2 separate regions of the Mus musculus genome follow, and region 2 is linked to region 1. A link is a contact called in public Hi-C data. All regions are on one chromosome and are shown on one strand. The core of a region is the stretch at or near the end of the contact, and the rest is flanking DNA. Distances in the headings are between cores, read along the strand shown. Region 1 has its middle 150 kb from the start of H2al2a. Region 2 overlaps Gm33085 (a long non-coding RNA gene).

Region 1 (5,046 bases), core at 1,433-3,932:
ACCTCTTTGTGTGACTATATGTATGTGAGGCTAGAGGAGTAAGATCAGATCTCTCTGGAGCCAGGATGTTGAGAACCAAACTCAGGGCCTCTACAAGAGCAGTGCACATTCTTAACCCCTGAGTGCTCTCTTTCTTTCTCTCTCTCTCTCTCTCTTTCTCTCTCTCTCTGTTGCCCATGGCTTAGTTTTAAAAACCATAGTTTGAAACCAATTAATACTGTCCATGTAGTGTTAAGACCATTTGCTGCTCTTGCTCATGATGCTGATTCAATTCCAAGCACTAAGTGATGGGTCACAGCCATCTGTAACTCCACTGGCAGGGGATAGGACACCCTCTTCTGGCCTCCATTGGCACCAGACACAAACAAAGTATATATATGCAGACAAACATCATAGATATAAAATAAATAAATCCTGGGGAAGGGGAGGGTGTCTCTCTTGCTTATTTTGGAAACTATGCTTCTGTGTGGACGAGTCAGTTGCAGATAGATTCTCCAAGCTCTTCCTGGACTTTCGTGGGTGTAGAACCTCAGCTAACCTTTCCGTACTTGGCCCTCCCACCTTGGTGATCTCTTTGTAGTGACAAGCATAAAAGCATCCTACCACAGGACCCATGCCTCATACTCGGCAGCTTCTCTCAACAGGCCCACTCAGTGAGGAGCTCAGTGCGTGAGTGACACCCACCTTCTCCAGTCAAGGATCAGTTCTAAGGGACATCCTCTTCCACATCTTCACAGATGCTGTGGAACCTGCTCATTAGTTTCTCTAGAACATGTCCCAAACACAAACAAGATGAATTTGTGTCCTCAAAATTTGCAGGTAGGTATTTGAAACCCCAAAAGACAGAGCCCTGTTGCATTCTGGGTAACCAGTGAGGTTTGATGGACCTGACACCTCATGCTTGACTAGCTGTCCTGTCTTCAGGTCCCCAACGCTCTTTCATTAAGCCTCACTGGTCCTCCACCACCAAACCTTCCAAAACATGATGTGTTTGGAAGGTTCTAGAGCCTTCTGCAAAATCCAAACTCTATCTTTGTTATTAGGCGGACCAAGATTCTTATGTGCTGTGTTTAGCCCAATTGATGCTATGTCATTAGAGTCAGGGTGCAGGTCCTACCTGCTCCTGGCAGCACCAGGCCAGTGTGCCCAACATTTGAGTTTCCTTGGAAGGGATGTCTAAGGATGCCCAAAGGTCTTACTCTGGACTGGCTGTACTTCAAGTTCCTCTCATGACAGTCACACAGTCGTGCCTGGTGGATGCTCAGCCTCTTTTTGTTGGTGCAACCCTGGGTACATTATATGAGTTCCCTGAGTTCTGCCTTGTTCATCAGGTGTTGATCAGACATTATCAACGCTTAGTAAGGCTGGTAAATGAAATTAGTGTCAGCTAGACACCTTTCTCCAACAGCAGTCTTCCATTAATCACTATAGACCTGTGCTGCCCACAACTGAAGCCACAAGCTCTATGTGACTATTTTACATTTAAATTTAAATGGATTAAAAGGAAAATCCAGGTCTTCAGTCTCACTAGCCATATTTTGAAGAGTCACTAGCCACATGGGACCGATGGCTATCATGCTAGATATTTCCTTCACTGCAGAAAACTCTGCCAGAGAATTTTTTAAGATCTCAATGCCAGACTTCATCCCAGAGCAGTTTAATGGGAACTGCTCGGTGGAAATCTACCACTAAGAGGGTTTTGTTTTGTTTTGTTTTGTTTTGTTTTGTTTTGTGTGTTTTTAAGGATTTTGTTTTGTTTTGTTTTTTAATTTGGGAACATTGGCATGGAGGTGCCAGTGCCCACAGAGGCCAGAAGAGGTCACTGGATCTCCTGGAACTGGAGTTATAGGGCATTGTAAGCGACCCGATGAGGATGCAGGGAACCAAACTTAGGTCCCCTGCAACAACAGTGTATACTCTACACTGCTAAGCCATCTCCCAGCCCTTATTTTGTTTGTTAGTTTTCATCTGTTTGTTTTAAATTTGGGTTTTGAGTTCCCCAGTGGTGGCCAGTGTCAGCTGGGGTTGATAACCACTGCCCTAGACACACTCTCATCAATAATGTTCTGTTCCTGAAGATTCCACCAACACATGCTGACCTTTGACCCCTGGCTGGGAATGCATCAGAGAGAGCTACCACTCCCCCACCCACAGCCAAAGTATTTGTTGCCATTAGCAGTCATTTGACACCAAACCTTAACTACTCCTCAATGCTTGCTTACTCTGACTGAGTTTTCTCACAGCCTTAGTAGATTGTAAGCAACCTCAGGCAAAAACCTAGCCAAGCCAACAGAGGGCTAAGCTGAGGTCCTGGAGCAATACAGTTCCTGGTATCTCCATTAGCTGTCCAGCCACGGGAGAGCAGGGCCTGCCTCTGTCTGCGGAGACCTTACAACTAAAATGTCCTCAATGAAGTGAACATAAATATATAGTTCCTTAAGCCTGGGGTAGACGGGTAAGCGCGTCAAACTTCAGCTAGCAGAAAGCAACTGAATGCAGAATTCTATGTCTGGTGCAAAGGAAGTGGGAAGCAATTAGAAGTTCAACACCTAGTAAGTTTTCACAGTGTCTTTTCATGCATTCTCCACGAAGAATTACTCATTCCTGGCTTGTCGGTGACATCATTGAGGCTTGGTGACTCACAGCCAAGAACCCAGTGAGCTGAGGTAGATTCTCCCTTTTAGAATAAGAACCAGGTGCCTTTCTTTCACCCTGTGTAGCCAATGTCTCTCCCAGCACTGTGTGACTGACAGCGTGCATAAAAAAGTGAAAACCCCACATTTGATGAAGGAGAGAGTATCTGTGTAGGTCAGCAATACATTGTTGTAACAAGTTACCCCAGCGGAACAACTTAAAAAGAAGAAACAGTGTTTGGATTCACAGTCTTTCAGGTTTTCTGTGGTTTTTACTGGCCTGGTTGCTTTTACACCTATAGGAAAGCAACTGTCATGAAGAGGAGCCTGTGGGGGTGGGGACAATACTGCTGGTCTCTTGGCAGCTGAGAAGGGAAGGGAAAGAGAGGGAGTCAAGAAACTGAATTACCGGGCTGGTGAGATGGCTCAGTGGGTAAGAGCACCCGACTGCTCTTCTGAAGGTCCAGAGTTCAAATCCCAGCAACCGCATGGTGGCTCACAACCATCCGTAACGAGATCTGACTCCCTCTTCTGGGGTGTCTGAAGACAGCTACAGTGTACTTACATATAATAAATAAATCTTTAAAAAAAAAAAAGTTAAAAAAAAAAAAAAAAAAAAAAAAAGAAACTGAATTACCAAAAGCTCCTCAAGGGTATGACCTAAGTCACTGGAAGGCCCCCACTCAGTCCTTTTCCCCCTGTGGGCTGCCCTGGAAACCATTATGTAGATCAAGCTGGCCTTGAACCCACAGATATCCGCCTGCTTCTGCCTCCTGAGTGCTGGGATTAAAGTCATGTACACTGCACCTGGCTCCCCTCTTGGAGGTTCTTCATCTCCCAGACTATTGATCTAATGTTTAGGGAATGAGCCTTTGGGAACATTTATCCAAAGCAGAGTGCAAGTGTTGATAAACCATTAAATAAGATACTACCTGGTCCATTAGGGCAAATGAAAGAGATCAGCCTTGAACTGAGTTTAAAATAATAGCTTTTATAAAACCAGAGACTACGACTAAAGGAAATCTACGCAGTCCATTTAACATGGAGAGGCTCACGGCATTATGTGTGAAGAACTGCTCACCAAGAAGGAGACAATATGTACTTATTAGTGAGAGCAAACTGCTGAACATGGAGTTGTTCCAGGAACTGACCACGTGACCCAGCTAATTAATCTGCATGATCTGGTCATGATCCTCTTCCTCCCAACCCCCGCCCCAGCACACACACACACACACACACACACACACACACACACACACACACACACCACCTAGGAGGAAACAGAGACTTAGGCTAAGCCTGCCCCAAATCACTTAGCCAATGAGGTGGCTATCAATGGTCGCAATAATGAAGTGATATGACCAAGGCAACTTATGGAATGAAGAGTTTCTTTGGAGTTCCAGTTTCAGAAGGAGATTCCATAACGGCAGGGGAGGCCTGGCAGCAGATGGCCAGAGCAGGAAGCTAAGAGATGACTTCCTCAACAACATGTGGAAAGCAGGAAGGGGGCAGGAAGTGCAGGAAGGCGATGAAGTGGCCCACTTCCTCCGGCAAGGCTCCACCTCCTCAAACAGCAACACCAACCTAGGACTGAGAGATCACCATGTGAGCCTGTGGGGACATTTCTCACGCAAACCACCATATCATGCTTTTTTTTGTTGTGTTTTTGTTTTTGTTTTTTCGCAACAGGGTTTCTCTATGTAACCCTGGCTGTCCTGAAACTCACTCTGTAGACCAGGCTGGCCTCAAACTCAGAAATCCGCCTGCCTCTGCCTCCCGAGCGCTGGGATTAAAGGTGTGCGCCACCACACCCGGCCAGATCATGCTTTTTAATTCAAAAAGCTATCTGAGAAAGATTGAGTAATCACAATGCCTCCTTAAAAATGGCCACCCAGCAAAACCTGAGTGTGTCACCAAACGTTACGCTGAGTGTGTCACCAACCATTATACTGTGTGTGTCACCAACCATTATACTGTGTGTGTCACCAACCATTACACTGAGTGTGTCACCAACCATTACACTGTGTGTGTCACCAACCGTTACACTAATAGTAATATATCCTGCACAAGGCTGCAGAACTGTCACCTTTATAAACTAGGTTGACTGTGGTGCCTCTCGCTGAACTATTGTCTATACTAAATGACAAAAGCTACTTCAAGGACTTACCCTAGTCTCTGACAAGCAGGAAGTGCTCGGTAAGTTCAAGCAATCCTAGTATTAAGAGCATCTATCTGAGTAAAGGTTAGTCTCTGTCCTAGGTAGCGTTACTACTGCTGTGATGAAACACCATGACAGGAGCAAGTTGGGGAGAAAAGTGTTTATTATTTGGCTTTCCCTTCCACATCACAGTCCACCTTTGAAGAAAGCCAAGACAGGGATAGAACCTGGAGGCAGGAGCTGCTCCAGAGGCCA
Region 2 (5,174 bases), core at 28-2,527, 170 kb after region 1:
GAAGGGAAGGGAAGGGAAGGGAAGGGAAGGGAAGGGAAGGGAAGGGAAGGGAAGGAAAGGAAAGGAAAGGAAAGGAAAGGAAAGGAAAGGAAAAGAAAGGAAAAGAAAGGAAAAGAAAAGAAAAGAAAAGAAAAGAGAAGAAAAGAGAAGAAAAGAAAAGTTGTCTGTCTAGTTAAGTAGATCCTAACTCTCAGACATAGGAACTATTCCCCATTTTGTAGCTGCCGAGGATAAAAATTACTGAGACTGTCCACATAGCTCTCTAGGCCCGCTCTGGATCTCTTATTGAAGGCAAGCTGAAGAATATGCTCAGCCACAGCCACAGCTCTTTTTAATGAAGAGGGCAAGAGCCCAAAGAGTAATGAAATAAGAAGGCACTTCCGGTAGGCATCACATCAGGCTCTGACTGACTATCATGGAGAAATAAAATCTCAGCAAGGTCCAGGCTACTGAGACACATGTCAGCCAAGTCGGATTCCAGGATTGCATAGAGCCAGCATGAACCTGGCTTCTTTTCTTCCATGGTTGAATTTTTGTTTGGTTTCAGTTTGTTTGTTTGTTTGTTTGTTTGTTTGTTTGTTGGGGTGATGGGTGGTGAGACAGAGAAGGAAAGGAGATGGGGGGTTACTATTTAGTCTAGATTGGGCATGAACTCACTATGTAGTGCAGGTGGGCCTCAAAGCCATCCTCCTTGGTGGCCTCAGGCATGTTGAGATGATGGTTTTGAGTCACCACACCCAGCTTCTTCCTCTTTTTTTTTTTTCCTTTTATGCCCCCTCCCACCTTTTCATCTCTTTCTTTAATTGGGTGGCAGCGTTCACTGTATGTTGGGTGGGTAACAGCAGACTACATGCATTTCCAATGCAGTTTTTTATTGTTTTATTTTTTTAATTTAGAGCAAATAAACTGACTTTGAGGGGGGATTTTTTCTGAGACCTCCAGCCTACTTCCCTTTTTGATAATACTTTCCTGTTTGTTTGTTTGTTTGTTTTGAGACAGGGTATCCTCTCTATGTAGCCATGGCCATCCTGAAACTCTCTCTGTAGACCAGGCTAGCCTTGAACCCACAGAGATCTGCCTGCCTCTGCCTCCTGGATGCTGCTGTTAAAGACACATGTCACTATATCTTGCTACTTTCTTTTTGTTTGTTGTTATTTTTCAAGACAGGGTCTCTCTGTGTAGACCAGGTTGTCCTTGAACTCAGAGGTCAGCCTGCCTCTGCCTCTTGAGTGCTAGGATTAAAGGTATGAGCCACCACTACCCAGCAATAAACTATTTCAGTGACCCTGATGCAGACTCTTGCTCCAGGACACAAAGGCAGGGATCTACAGCCTTAACTCAGATCCGAGGCTTAGCACTCTTAAGCACAATTTCCCTAGCACTCTGGCTTTCTCACTTCCTCTGACCTCTATGACTAACTTAGTAGGAATCACTCTTTCTCCATCTCCCCTCCTTACAGCTGCCAGGATTTTCAGCCTACCTGTACTGCTGGTTTTTCTCTCCAATCCTAATAAAATTGTCCTCAAGCTTAAAAGGAGCGGGGCGTGGTGGCGCATGGCTTTACTCCCAGCACTCGGGAGGCAGAGGCAGGCAGATTTCTGAGTTCGAGGCCAGCCTGGTCTACAAAGTGTGTTTCAGGACAGCCAGGGCTATACAGAGAAACCCTGTCTTGAAAAAACAAAAAAAAAACAAAAAAAAAACAAAAAAAAAAAAACAAAAAAGAATAAAAGGTAAAAAGGAGCTGGGGACTGGAGAGATGGCCCAGCTTGCTGCTCTTGCAGAAGAATCTGAGGTTGGTTTCCAGCACCAACATGGCAGCTGTCACTCCAATTCCAGGGAATCTGACACCTTCATCTGATGTCCTAGTACGACATGCAATGCACATATTAAATATTAAAGAAGAGATAGAAGGCCCAGCCCCAGGGTCGGTAAGATGGCACCCCTGGTAAAGGCTCCGTGAAAGCCTTGTGACCAGAGTTCAATCCCTGGACTTCACAGTAAGTTGGAAGGACAGAATAGACATGAAAAGTTGGCCTCTAACCCTCATGCTTGTACCCTGGTGAATGCATACCCAGTAAATATATACATTTTTTTTTTAATGAATAGGAACCAAACTGGGTCTGCAAGATGGTTCAGTTAGTAAAAAGCATTACTGCCAAGTTTGGCCACCTGAGTTTAATTCCCCAGCCCACATGGTGAAAGGACAGAAATGACTCTGAAAGAGTAAACTCAGTGCTCCAAGGTATGCTAATCATAAAACAGATAGCGACATTCCTCCACCCACCCGCTTCCTGGGTTCAAGGAGTGTTCATTCAAAGAAAGTCACCCTGACCCACCCTGACCATTGCTGGAACCAGCTATGCAAAGGTGCTATTGTTAGGGGCTCATAGAAACTGTCTTGAGAAATAACCCTCACAATTACCAGGTATTCCTTGTGACACCTGTCACTTTGTACTTCCTTGTGACTCTTAACTGGTATTTTTAGTATTTTCCAACAACGCCCTCCCCACTTCCTTGAGTTGTGGTTTCTTCCTTTAAATACCCCCTTATCCAGCTACTCGGGGCGCCACGGTCCTCTACCCCTGCGTGGTGTATGACCGTGGGCCCTAGAGCGCTCTTGAATAAAAATCCTCTTGCAGTTTGCAGCAAGACCGTTTCTTGTGGGTGATTTTGGGGTGTCGCCTCTCCTGAGTCAGAACGTGGGGGAGTCCTCACATTGTGGGTCTTTCAACTCCAGAAATTACTCCTCTTACTTTCATATGCAAGCCATGATGCACATGTGGGTACACACACACACACACATACAAAATAATTATAATAGTAATAGTAATAATAATTCCTGAAAATGATAATTTCATATAATATACATTTTTTCTATTATAGAAAGACCAAACTGGACTAATGTGAGGTTAATGATATAATTATTTTCCCACATATTCCTTTTTGCTTTTTTGTTTTGTTTTGAGGGGATCTCTAAAAATACACGATGACTACACTATATAGAGGAAATGAGCTTGACCTTCTGATCTTCTCCATCTTTCAGAATGCTGGCATAATAGGCAACTCTGTAATTCCAATTTTAAAACCAGAAACCATCAGTTGGGAAGCCCAAGGCAGTAATATGGTTTAGAACCAGAAGTTTGAGCCCAGGAATTCAAATGTCAAGTTAGGCAACATAGCCAGACTCTGACTCAAAACAAAAGGACAAGAGAGATGACTCAGCAGTTTTGAAAAGGACCCAGGTTTGGTTCCCAGGACTACATGATGTCCCACAACTCTCCTCAATGAGCTCCCACACTAACTCTGGGTGACAGGCACACGTGTAGTGCACACACATACTTGCAGGCAAAACACTCCTATATCTAAAATGAATAAATCTTAAAAGAAAGGCACTCACAAGAACTGTGAGAATGTGGCTCAGTACTAGAGTACTTACCTGGCATGCCCTGGTAGAAGTCTCAAGCAAACAATAATAGTAGGAGTAATAGGATAGTTGTAGTTCTGATTTCTTTTTTTTTTTTTAAAGATTTATTTATTTATTATATGTAAGTACACTGTAGCTGTCTTCAGACACTCCAGAAGAGGGAGTGTCAGATCTTGTTACAGATGGTTGTGAGCCACCATGTGGTTGCTGGGATTTGAACTCCGGACCTTCGGAAGAGCAGTCGGGTGCTCTTACCCACTGAGCCATCTCACCAGCCCCCGTAGTTCTGATTTCTAAGACATGAAGAAAAACAATACACAAATAAAGCTATTTGAAAATTATAAGATTATTATCAAAAAATATGAACCTGATGTTTTGTGATTATAATCAGGATAGTATAAGCTTAAAGGCAGCCTGGCTTACATACACACTGAGTTCAAGGTCAGCCTAGGCAATTAACTGAGACTGTCACCAAAGTAAACACTACAGCTCAGTGACAAGCCAGTTGCCTAGCATGCATAAGAACCTAGGTGCAACCTCTAGTACAAAGGCTTTAGAAAAATCTACATGCAAGTGGTTATACACACACTCACACACCACACACACACACACACACACACACACACACACCTGATTTTTTGCTTTCTAATTCTTTTTAATGAGTTGCTCCCTTTCCCTTCTTTAGCTGGCCATGGCAATGCCTGTTCAGTTTTGCAGGCCAGCAGTTAACTGAGTTTCCTACTTACACTGGCCACTTGCCAGCTAAGACCCCTGAGACATGGTGTCAAAGACAGTGTTCCTGCAGTTGCCCATGGCACCACCACCACCACCCCTTCTTGGAAAGAACAAAGCACTTTCAATAGATGTAGGGGAAACATGGGAAGAGGTGGACTATGATGATCAACTTCTGATACAATCTATACAGCTACTTTTAAGAAGTCAGGTAAGCCTTAACTGTAATGAAAATATTGGAATGTTGATTTCTTTTAAAAACACAGAAATATTGTAAGAAAGTGTTTCTGTTTTAATGCCAGGTGTGGGAGAAGGGGCTGCTTCAGATTGTCCACAGTAGCTGACTACTGCTCTAGCAGAGGCATGGTTTTGCCAGCTGCAGATAGTTTTTGTGATTGCATGACTTCTGGGAACTTTTCAGAGGATATATAAATCCTAAAGCCTCAAGAGACAGGGTGGGTGATTATTACTTGTTTCCGGGAGTTGGCTGAGATTTGTTAGTAGCCATGGTCAAATTAGTTTTGTGGATTTTCCTAATTCCTTCTCTCCTTCCTTCTCTCCTATCTAGTGTTAGGGAGTAAAATGGAGGTTGAAAGGTTACATAAAGGAAGGGAAAAAGAACCCACAAAGTAGTAATGGCTAGCTACATTTAACTTTAATTGTTGTTTTTTCTTTTCTTTTTATTTTTATTTATCTAATATATTTTATTTATGCATTAGTGGCTTTTGTTGTTGTTGTTGTGTTTTGTTTTGTTTTGGAGGGGGCGAGCTGAGACAGGGTTTCTCCCTGTAACAAGCTCTTGTTGCTCTGGACTTGCTTTGTAGACCAGGCTGACCGCAAATTCAAGTTGTCTGCCTGCCTCTGCCTCCTGAGTGCCGTGATTAAAGATGTGTGCCACCATGCTCAGCTATGCATGAGTGTTCTGTCTGCATAAATATCCATGTACCACTACCACGGCAGTTGTCACTGATGTTGTTACTCAGTAATTTTTTTCTGGAGCCATTTTATATTTGTATAA

What was found. A called contact is a pair of places that touch in the nucleus more often than the background predicts.
Region 2: a contact with region 1 is called in a Hi-C map of trophoblast stem cells, with 1.6 times the contacts expected there. The contact joins two enhancer-like sites. A contact is called at or near these places in 2 of 39 promoter capture datasets (both in embryonic stem cells), 2 of 15 datasets of contacts at CTCF or cohesin (CD8 T cells and embryonic stem cells), 65 of 484 Hi-C or Micro-C datasets (B cells, the C2C12 cell line, the G1E-ER4 cell line and 27 more), 25 of 115 datasets of contacts at active chromatin or transcription factors (astrocytes, bone marrow-derived dendritic cells, cardiomyocytes and 15 more) and 2 of 9 other capture datasets (adipose tissue and embryonic stem cells).

The regions. Positions count from the first base shown.
Region 1 is chr2:17,842,634-17,847,679 of GRCm38.p6, forward strand. No RefSeq gene overlaps it. Among named protein-coding and RNA genes, the nearest start is that of H2al2a, 150 kb to the right of the region's middle. Within about 2 kb of position 2,683, at least 35 of the 459 cell types and tissues checked have an H3K27ac peak or open chromatin away from gene starts, as enhancers often do. A contact at or near this core is called in trophoblast stem cells, where this site is marked.
Region 2 is chr2:18,016,089-18,021,262 of GRCm38.p6, forward strand. It overlaps Gm33085 (a long non-coding RNA gene), which reads right to left. Exons shown (of 3, transcript XR_001783238.2): 3 at 3,506-3,717. Among named protein-coding and RNA genes, the nearest start is that of Gm17762, 8.6 kb to the right of the region's middle. Within about 2 kb of position 1,278, at least 5 of the 459 cell types and tissues checked have an H3K27ac peak or open chromatin away from gene starts, as enhancers often do. A contact at or near this core is called in trophoblast stem cells, where this site is marked.